Linked DNA regions of Bicyclus anynana: region 2 is linked to region 1. The links are chromatin contacts, called in public Hi-C maps. All regions are on one chromosome and are shown on one strand. Each heading gives the region's core, a stretch centred on a gene start, on an enhancer-like site or on the middle of the called end of the contact. The rest is flanking DNA. Distances are from core to core; before and after follow the strand shown. Region 1 holds the start of LOC112043565 (serine/threonine-protein kinase NLK). Region 2 overlaps LOC112043565 (serine/threonine-protein kinase NLK).

Evidence for each region. A called contact is a pair of places that touch in the nucleus more often than the background predicts.
Region 2: a contact with region 1 is called in a Hi-C map of whole larva, with 3 times the contacts expected there. The contact joins the enhancer-like site here to the promoter of LOC112043565 in region 1. A contact is called at or near these places in 2 of 2 Hi-C or Micro-C datasets (whole body and whole larva).

What each region holds. Positions count from the first base shown.
Region 1 is chr5:15,227,435-15,232,723 of ilBicAnyn1.1, reverse strand. LOC112043565 (serine/threonine-protein kinase NLK) reads right to left here and starts at 3,309. Exons shown (of 10, transcript XM_024079044.2): 1 at 2,724-3,309. The coding sequence starts at 2,920.
Region 2 is chr5:15,417,759-15,423,047 of ilBicAnyn1.1, reverse strand. LOC112043565 (serine/threonine-protein kinase NLK) reads right to left here. Exons shown (of 10, transcript XM_024079044.2): 10 at 1-2,406. The coding sequence ends at 2,352. Among protein-coding and RNA genes, the nearest start is that of LOC112043574, 11 kb to the left of the region's middle. Within about 2 kb of position 2,302, at least 5 of the 8 cell types and tissues checked have open chromatin away from gene starts, as enhancers often do.

The DNA of each region.
Region 1 (5,289 bases), core at 2,060-4,559:
AGTATCAAACGGTGAAGGAAAACATTATGAGGAAACCTGCATACCTGAGAGTTTTCTTAATTCTCTAGATGTGTGAAGTGGACTGATGGCCTCACCTCTTTGTTAGAGGAGACTCGTACTCTCTAGTGAGCCGAATATGAGTTGCTAATAATGATATGATTTTGCACTGAATAATGAATGTAGTTCAAAATGGTTTGTGTCATTAATGTCGTTTTTTGGACTTGGCTTACACACTGCTGTGTCTAAAAACCTACATTATATTATTATAAATACTCCGTAGATTTTGGGGCTTTCTATTGTTTTCAACCAACCTCATGTTTAAAGGTAATAAAAAAGATTTGTATGGCATATAAATAAAGGCAAGTACCTAAGTATCTACAGTGGAAAATAAAGTACAAACCAGAATAATTGTTCATGCACAACTTTTTATCTGCAAGGTTTATATTAAGGTTGCAACAATCCAGTATGTAAAAACAAGTTCTTTTCAGACTTTCTAAAGGAAATATGCTTTTGTTATTACCTACACATAGCTCTACTGTTTGTAAAGAAAAAAGAAACTATTGTATTATTATATTAGAAAGGTCTCTGTATTAAAATATTAAAATGATTACCATAAACAAACTAGATAAGTACCAACCAAATTTTACCTAAGTACTGCAAAAATGAACCATACATCATTTAAAATAAATAAGTTATGACATGGATATTCTACCTTCATTTCTTATTTCTTTGTTGGTAATCAAGAAAGGCTGTAGTATAATTAATTTCATTAGTTGGTTAACTTGTCACTGTTCTAAAAATCTTATCAATGTATTAGTAATTATTGCCATACAAGTCATTATAAAGCTTTCTATTAATTTATTTCACATATATAAGTAAGTACTTGACAAAAAACATTTGAACAGATACTAGGGGTTTCTTTGTCTCCTTTGTATAAGTAAATATGGAATAGTGGTTGGCTGCTACAATTCTACAGGAACTGACATCAATTTAAGTAAATATTTGAATTTTATACACAGCTAGCTGACGCCGCGCGGTTTCACCCGCGTGGTTCCTGTTCCCGTAGGAATATGGGGATAATATATAGCCTATAGCCTTTCTCGATAAATGGGCTATCTAACAGTGAAAGAATTTTTCAAATCGGACCAGTAGTTCCTGAGATTAGCGCGTTCAATCAAACAAACAAACAAACAAACTCTTCAGCTTTATTATATTAGTATAGATATAGATATACCTGCAGGGTAATTAATATATTTCAATACTTAAATGACAGATATTTTAACCCCCCATGCAAAAAGAGGGTTATTATAAGTTTGATGTGTGTGTCTGTCTGTCTCTGTCTGTCTGTGGTGTCATAGCTCCTGAACAGGTGAAGCAATTTTAATTTAGCTTTTTTAGTTGGTGTGATCATTTAACATGATTATTTATTTCATTCAAAATATGATGTTAATAATGTTGTTTTACATAAAAGTATCAAAGTTTGATGATCACACAATGTAGTAGCTCATGTTTCGAATTGTATACATAAATTACAACAAAAAAAAGTGTGTTATAAGTTTGATGTGTCTGTCTGTCTGAGTCTGTCTGTGGCTTAATAACTCCTGAATGGATGAAGTGATTTCAATTTAGTTTTTTTAGTTTGTGTGATCATACTTACTTAATTATTCAAAATATAATGTTAATAATGATATTTTACATAAAAGTTAACAGTAAATTAAATGGTACATAAATTACCCTGAGATTTTGGAGAAGTTAACTGCTTAATTTATCAAAAAAAAACTACCAGTAAAAGGTAATCTGTCAGAAACTGGAGTTCATATTCTAATTTACTATTCAACTAATCCTAATTATGATAAATGACTACTTCATTAGTTAAGTCTGTTTTATAGCCATGGGCTATCATTATGATAATATAATTATAATTGTAATGTTGAAAGAATTTAGGTATTAGCAATATGAATTATATGAATTTATATTATAAACAAAGTTTGTAATACATTCATTTACAAACTTTGTTGCAATATGGAGACTTTATATTTATTTCTTAAAATTGTTTTTCATCAGACTTTTATCTATAGCACTTTTAAAAAGTCAGTTTTAAGTCAGTCAGCCAGCAAGAAATGCTGCAGTAAAAGTTAGTGCTTGCTGCTTGGCTACAATCATACCTGATGGTAAGTGATAATGATGGTATGGTAGAATGCAATTGCCTAGTAGATATAAGTATTATTTACTAAATAATATTATAAATTAATAACAACTGTTCCAATAATAAATTAATTAAACAGTTTAGTTGGCTGAAAAACTTTATTGACAAAGTAACTTTTATTGAATTGAGCAGTTTAAAACATTGTTTTTTAATCACTTTACTATGTAAATAAGGTAAATGCGTACATTACTGTTGATTTTGTAACCAAATGATTTAGTTTTTAAGTACAATACATAACAAAACTTTACAGTCCTACTTTCAAGTAAATGCAATTTTTTAAAAAAATATTTTAATAAAACAGCCTGCTTATAACAGTATGTTCAATAACCTAAAATCAGAAGTTATTGGAGTCTGAGGTTGGGTCAGAGATTTTAAAAAATAAATGAGAGTGAACAGGCACCTCTTCGAAGCACCAAGCTAAAACTTCTTTATTTCTTTCTCATAATGTCATTCATCAACTTACTGCCCAAGTCAAGTTAGAGAAGTTCTACTACAAAAAAAAGATGAGGTTACTCACCATACAACCCCGAAGGCGCCGTAGCCGATGGGGCGATCTGGCTGCACGTCGGTCGGGATCGCCGGCGCCTGGTAGTAGGGCGCCGCCGCCGCCAGGATGGCGCCCTGCGGCGCGCTCTGCGTACCGCCCTGCATCAGGGACATGGACACACTCATGGAGACGCGAGAGTGCCGCGCGGGGCCGCTTACAGCCGCCATCCAGCCGTCACCGCAGACGCATCACACGGCCACGACACGGCGCCCTATCACCAGCTCGCTGACGGTCCACACGCGACGCTTACACCGGCTGCTTCTTTATTATTCATGCTCAAACGACGATGCGGGGAACACTACACTCCACAGTCGACGCACTCTGCGACGATACACGGTTCGACGGGACCCGGGACACCTGTCAATTCCGCCAGTCACAAATGAATGCACGCTAAACAAACTGTTACAAGTAATTCTCGCGAAGAAGGTTTGTTTCTTTTGGCAGTATTTTGAAGACAAAGGATGAGACCGTGGTGAATTATTATTATTCTCACACAACACACGAACGTCCACACGCTAAGAAAATCGAACGAGACTGGCGGTCGGAGGGGGACGCCAGAGGAAACGGCAAAAGAGCGAGACAGAAAACAACAATGGCGACGACGCAATGAACAGCTGCTGTGCTGTGTGCTTTCATGGCTTCGGCTTGGCTAAATCTACTTTTCAATGAACTAAATTATTTTCAGTAGTAAATATTTTTTCTGTGATATTTAATACAAATTTAAGTAGGTATTAATTACACAGTAGCTATTATTGAGTGACGTGATAGCCCAATGGATATGACCTCTGCCTTCAATTCGGAGGGCGTAGGTTCGAACTTTTCGGTTAGGTAGGTATGTACATTTTAAGAAATCAAATATCACGTGTCTCAAACGATGAAGGAAAAACATCGTGAAGAAACCTGCCTAAGTACCTGCTTGAGAAATATCTTTGTTTATTAATATTTTATGTAACTAATTTTGCATTGGACCAAATTAAAGTACGTAGGTATATATTTTTTTATTTGTAAACAATATTCTAAATACAAACTTATATTACCAAAGTCCTAACTTAAAAAATTACGAAAGTTCCTTAATATAGATAACCTTTCATCCCCCATTCCAAGGGATGGGTGGCAAACGAAAATATTTTTTAATTTTTTATGTTATCTGTGTGCACATTTTAGTTATCGATGACCCCTGAAAGTACCCGTATTCTTATGTAAAGTAACAGCTTTCTTTCGTCTCCACGTTTTAAGGGACGAGGGCCGAGGGTCACCAAGCGACATGTACCTACTTACAGTTTTCGTTTTTTTAATGTTATTTGTGTGCTGAAGCTAGCTAGGATATGACCTCCGCCTCCGATTCCGGAGGGTGTGGGGTCGAATGCGGTTCGGGGCATGCACCTCCAATTTTTCAGTTGTGTGCATTTATGAAATTAAATATCACGTGTCTCAAACGGTAAAGGAAAAACATCGTGAGGGTAACTGCATACCTGAGATTTTTCTTAACCCTCTACATGAGTGAAGTCTGCCAATTCGCATTGGGCCAGCGCGGCGGACTATTGGCCAAACTCCTCTCATTCTGAGAGAAGACTTGTGTTCAGCAGTGAGCCGAATATGGGTTGCTAATATGATGAGATTTAGTTAAACAGAAAGATAGATAGATAAAAGCTTCCTAACCTATCTACATAATATATGTATTAGACGATTGAGGTTCACGCTTATGAACCAGATCGTAGTGTTCCTGGGAACATCCTCCAGTGCAGATCAACGGCTCAACAACAATTCCTAAATCCTTCTACCGTTATCGATAGGTACATTCCTAACTCCTAATGCATCTAGCTGATGTTTAGCACAGAACCATTCCAAAGATGCAATATCTACTCCCTGCTTGTTCGGACCTGGTAAAGGTAACCTACACCCATTAATTGAAATTTAGTAGGTACGTTAGATATTTTTAGGGCAAATAAGCGCTTGAAAACCATCGTTGGTTGGTTTTGAGCTTACGAATACTCATTGAATAGGGATGATGACAGTTTTTCAAATTGTATAAAATTAAGATTATACTAATAGCAAAGCAATTTTGTAAACGTAACAGGGTATCTGCGATCACTTCTTTCGGAGCTACAGGGATTTAAAGAGTCAGATTTGCGGCGCTGCCGCGGATCCCTGAAAAACGCTCCATACAAAATGGCACGATTTCGTGACATCGTTGGCTCGCTGATCGTTAGGTTTGTATGGGCGTTCAAACAAAATTACTAATATCTTTGTTATTTGTGCGTTTATGTTTATAGTTCATTTATTGAAAAATGTCACATTTAATGTAAGGAAGCTAAAACTGTATGAATTTTCATCTAACTACGATAAAAAATATTTAATAGATTTTGAAATTTTATATTCTTATTTATTTTGCAAATATCCAAACCATCTTAGCTTTTTATGTATAAATCAGTTAACATTGACCTTATTTACCAGAATGTATCATAAAAATCAGTATATTCAAACCTAGTCATCATCGCCAGGTACATTTTAATAAATAATTTGGAAGCCCCCTAGA
Region 2 (5,289 bases), core at 1,053-3,552, 190 kb before region 1:
GTTTACAAGCACTTTTAAACGAACCAGTTGCATATTATAAACCTATGTTTACACTATGATTCTCTGTTTGTTCTTATATAACTTTAATTTTCAATTATTATAATTACAAGGTAGTGTGGGTTATAGCCAAATTGGAAACTAGTCAAAATATAAAGCATTTTTCCGCATTCAATAGCGTGTTAATGAATCTACAACTTGCTAACATTAGGTTGTTGTAATATCGGAGACGTCGAAACAAATGAGTGTCACAATGTGTATATGCCTTAAAAGTCAAACTCTAACAATATTTACTTTCATCCCGGTCCCCTACATCTGCGATTCTTCTTTCGTTGTATGACTTTTAATAAAAGTTTTCTAGAATGGTCGGCACGGACGTCGAACAAAGAACTTGCCGAAATGATTGACGGGCACATTATTTGATGTTGAATTATTATTTAAGATGGACAGACATTATCTCTAAAATGTACATCGGTATCTTTTTATTAAACCCATAAATTATTGGTTACATGTATCTTATCTATAAAAAGGTAATTTGGGTAAAATATACTGCAAATTTGGTTCATTGCAATCAGGTACATGCTAAAGGTGGAATAGCTCAAGTAGATTAATCCAATACTAGGACTTTTTAATAATATTGGATAGAAGCAGGCGTTACTTTGCGGAAGTTCATCCTTAATATAAATTAATGAATATCAGGATGAATATCATCATCATGGGTGACGGATGATGACAAAATAAATAAATTCTTATCTATTTTTAATAAAATGTAGGCTAGAGCTTGGCTGCAAATAAGCCTCATGGTAATACTATGGTAAGTGAATACAGCTTACAATACGCTTCCAAAAAGGTGCCGATTCACTCCTGATTTAAGATGTTAAGGAAAACAGTGTCTAGAATTGAATTATATATATTTGCAGTACCAATCAGGACTGAGAAACCAATGACTGACGCTCTAATAAGAATATATCCACCCTGAAAAATTAAATATACTCTGATTTTTCTACTTTCAAATATTTCACTAAAGTTTTAAAATGCCTAACCTTTAGGACATCGCACACAATTTACCTCAAACTCTCTGTTAATGTTCAAATCCATGCCGACCATTATCCTTTTTTTACTTTTTATTTACTTTTTAAGAAAGTTACGCCAAACTTTAATTTATCTTCCATCATATTTCTAAAGAAATTGCATTTTCACTTCAAGTTGGATTTACTAAAAGATTTAAAATAGCCTTTGTTCGTACCGCATACCATCATTAACTATCCCTTATCTTCATTTTTCGTCACACTTTATATACAAATCCCCTATGTATACTATTTATACTAATCTAAAATAACGTTTGAAACAGTATAATATTTGGTAGCCCTTTAATTAAGTCCATTTGTTAAGGTCATTTATTAGGGTCTCATATTTTCAGACCGTGGACTTATCTAGTACCTATAAACCTACAAAGTATGTCAAGATACTTATATAATAAAGCAAAATACGTGTGTCCGAAAGTCCTTACAGCTCTATGTATACATGTACATTACATTATACAGTTTCATTCATCACAAAGTCGTTTTCCGTTATACAGGAAAATTGGACAATTAAGGTATAGCCCAAACGTTTGGATTCAAATCTCAAAATAGATTTATTTTAAGATTTTGTTATTATAGGTAAATAACATTCCATACGATGTTCAATAACTTGTTTAAAAATAATAATTAATGAACATAATACTCGTTCGAACGGTGGACTAACTCAATGTTAAAATTAAAATAATCCTTCACAGACAACTCTCGTTCTGTTTTTGCTTATAATATAAACCAAAATTTAACTACTAAAATTAACTAAAAGTTTTTTTGTTTGCGACCTATTGATTGGCCACGCACAAGAATGTATTAATTTTATATTTTCATCGATACACAAGCGTTATACCTCAACGCGTATATTTTTAAAGTACTCCAATATTCTATGTGCGGCAGAATAATAATAATATCCTAATTGATCTCAATTTTTACATTACATGCCAACATTCGTAGTCCAATAATAATTATCTGATCAAGCTTTGACAGCAATAAAGTAGTTTTCGCACCACGTATAATTTATCACATTATTCTGTCAATTATTTTTTCAAAGGAAATCAAGTTTAACTGTGTTGGTAATAGAGTCGAATATAGCATATCAGCTTCTTTTCGTGTGGTCCTCTGTTGCAATAAGCGATGACGTTATGATTCTTCTACATCGTATCGTCAACTACGTGTATATGACGCAGAGGGAATGAGTACTAAACGCGTGGGCGTTAAGGTCGGTTATCGCGTATCGGCGTAGACGGCGCGTCGCTTGTCGAAGCCGCGCTTGGTCTCGCGTCATTCCCACTGGTGCGGCGACGGCGGCAACTCGGACGGGTGGGCGACGGTGGAACTGCAACACACGGACGGTTAGACACACGCACTGGAGCGAACACCCCACACCCGCGCCACTAGCTACGTGTCGGATACGGACGGGACGAATCTCATTTATTATATGCATATATATTACTATAACGAATTACGTGTCCTTCATTTTAATAATAGTAATATTTTGTTAAAGACAAAAATACCCAGTGTATATAAATATAAATTCTTAAAAAGCATTCCGTGGTATTTTATTGTAATCGGAAATAGAATATACTTATTTTTGAGGTGCGTTTTTTGAGTGCGTATTTTTTTAATGCAACACTTGTAAAATGTAAAATAACGACATTTTTTGTCAAGTAAAATACATGGTGTGCAATGATTACTTATCGTTTTTATGAATGCCACAATGACGATAAGTTTATAAGCGGATGTAATGAAAGGACAGATTCGTCACAGTACAGGAAATTAAATAATTCGTCAACTGTCCAAAAATCCAACACACAACTAATATTTGACCATGCATGAATTGTAAAAAAGAAGTATTCAATTCAAAACTTTCGTCTATGGATAATAAAAGACTTGGTAAGGCAAAACTGCATCACAATTCAAACTACTTGAGTAACTACATAGTTGATTAAAAAAAAAATATGTAAACAACACAATATCACCACAACCGAGTGTGCCGGGCACTGCGCCTCGAGTGTAACTATTGCGTCACCGAAACACGTTCAAGCTTATTCATTTCAATATTCAAGGGGCCGATATTCATATGCTATATTCATGTAACGAAACTAAAACTGCTCCTTTATAGGCAAATCTCATAACTCAGTCCTCGACCGCGTGGTACAAAGAGAGAGGGTAAAACGACAAAAGATTGCGACCACTGATCTCTATACTAGCTAATAGCTAATACTTCAGTCAAACATTAGCGCTGCTTGAGGAACTACCAGCGTCTGTTTATTTTTTTTATGTATTACAAGTTAGCCTTTGATTACTATCTCATCTGATAAGTAAGTAAGAGTAAATGATGATGCAATCTAAGATGGGAGCGGGCTAACTTATTAGGAGTTGAATGAAAATCCAAATACAGACCCCTTTCGTTTTCTACACGACATCGTACCGGAGCGCTAAATCGCTCGGCGATACGTCTTTGCCGGTAGGGTGGTAACTAGCCACGGCTGAAGCCTTCCACCAGCCAGACCTGGACCAATTAAGAAAACCTCAATCGGCCCGGCCGGGGATCGAACCCTTGCCTCTGCCTTGTACCATTAGCTAGATGAACTAGTCACTAAATTACGAACTTACTTTTTACGCATCCGCCATTGGAAAATACTAATATATGTCATTCTTTTTCTGCTGTCCTATTTATTCACTTTAGATCCATTCTCAGTAACTTGTGGCGCCAACTGCTATCCACTCGAAACTATATTTTAAAACTTTTTCGATAATCATCAGCTATGCTATTAGTATAGAGATCAGTGATTGCGACAGAGGAGCGAACAGCATTCTTCATTTACCCATTGAAAGGCAAAACCCTTCTGACGTCACACCACGTACCCCGGTACAACACGGACGAGGACTCAGTCGAGCGGTTCGCTTACAAACATGCTATTTCTTTCACATAAGTCAATAAAGCAAACCAAATTATCAGCTTCAATATAATATGCTATCTCTTTGAAACTGTTACATGTAGAAAAAGATAGCGTTATTTAAAAACCGAATGGCCACACAAGCCGTCCTTTTTATGAACAAACGTAAAATGTACTAAAAGTGCAGTGTACACAGGATATTTGTAGAAATTGTAGAATAAAACGCAAATAAAATTGAACGTGCTTCGTTTACTCAAAACAGTACACCTGAGCCTTTGTTCTCAACGACTACGCATGCACTACTACATGGATACCATAAAAAAGAAACAGAGTTTGAAACTGTCTTCGAAAGTAGGAAAATATCTCATAATTAAATAAAAATTTGTATATTCGGAAATTAAATAAAAAAAAAACAATCCTTGTAACGATCAAAAACAGCTTCAATAAACAAAAATCATTCCAGACAACACAATACTCCCATTATTGCATTCAAATTATTACATGGAATTTTTAAAAATGTATCAAGTTGCTCACGACATTATAGTTTCTTAAAATACTGATAGCAACAGCTATATTTCATATAGATCAATTTGATAAGCAAACATATGTCAAAAAAGAATTTTTGACAAAAAAAAAATAAATGGACCCAGGGCATGATTTCAAAAAATTACAGCTTTACGGAGGGAGGTTGCTTAAAGCATGAGATTTGTATATAAACATTTTTTAAACAATCAATTATTGGGAAAATTAAAAAAAAAATATATGAATAATTGTAGCTTTAATAAATATTTAAACTTTGTCAAGAGATGGCACTTTTTCAGCGAAATTTAAAAAATCCGCTTGATAAAACATTATTATTTGAAATTTACTGATATATAAATGTGCCGAGAAATTATTTCGTAATGAATTTAGTTACGAGACAGTATATTTTCGGACACAAATTGTATTATAGGTATATATATAAAAAAGCAAAAAAAAAGCGTAATATTAAATTGATAAAATTAAAAATATATAATATAGAATGCTAACTATTCCATAGAGTGAAAAAATACATGAACGCAAAGTCGGAACATCGCATGCATTGCCACCGAACCGGTGCGAGAACCGAACGTACACCGACGATCAACCCTTTTGAAATATCGGACGACACGCGCTCGCGAAGGCATCTTTACTAATGGGAAATAATTAAACTGACAATGTTATAATCAATTTAAATAAGTTACTCCGTTGATAAGTACAGTTGTATCACCTTCATATGTTACACAATTCTCATATTCATCATTATCCTCATTATCATATCAGCCAATGAACGTCCACTA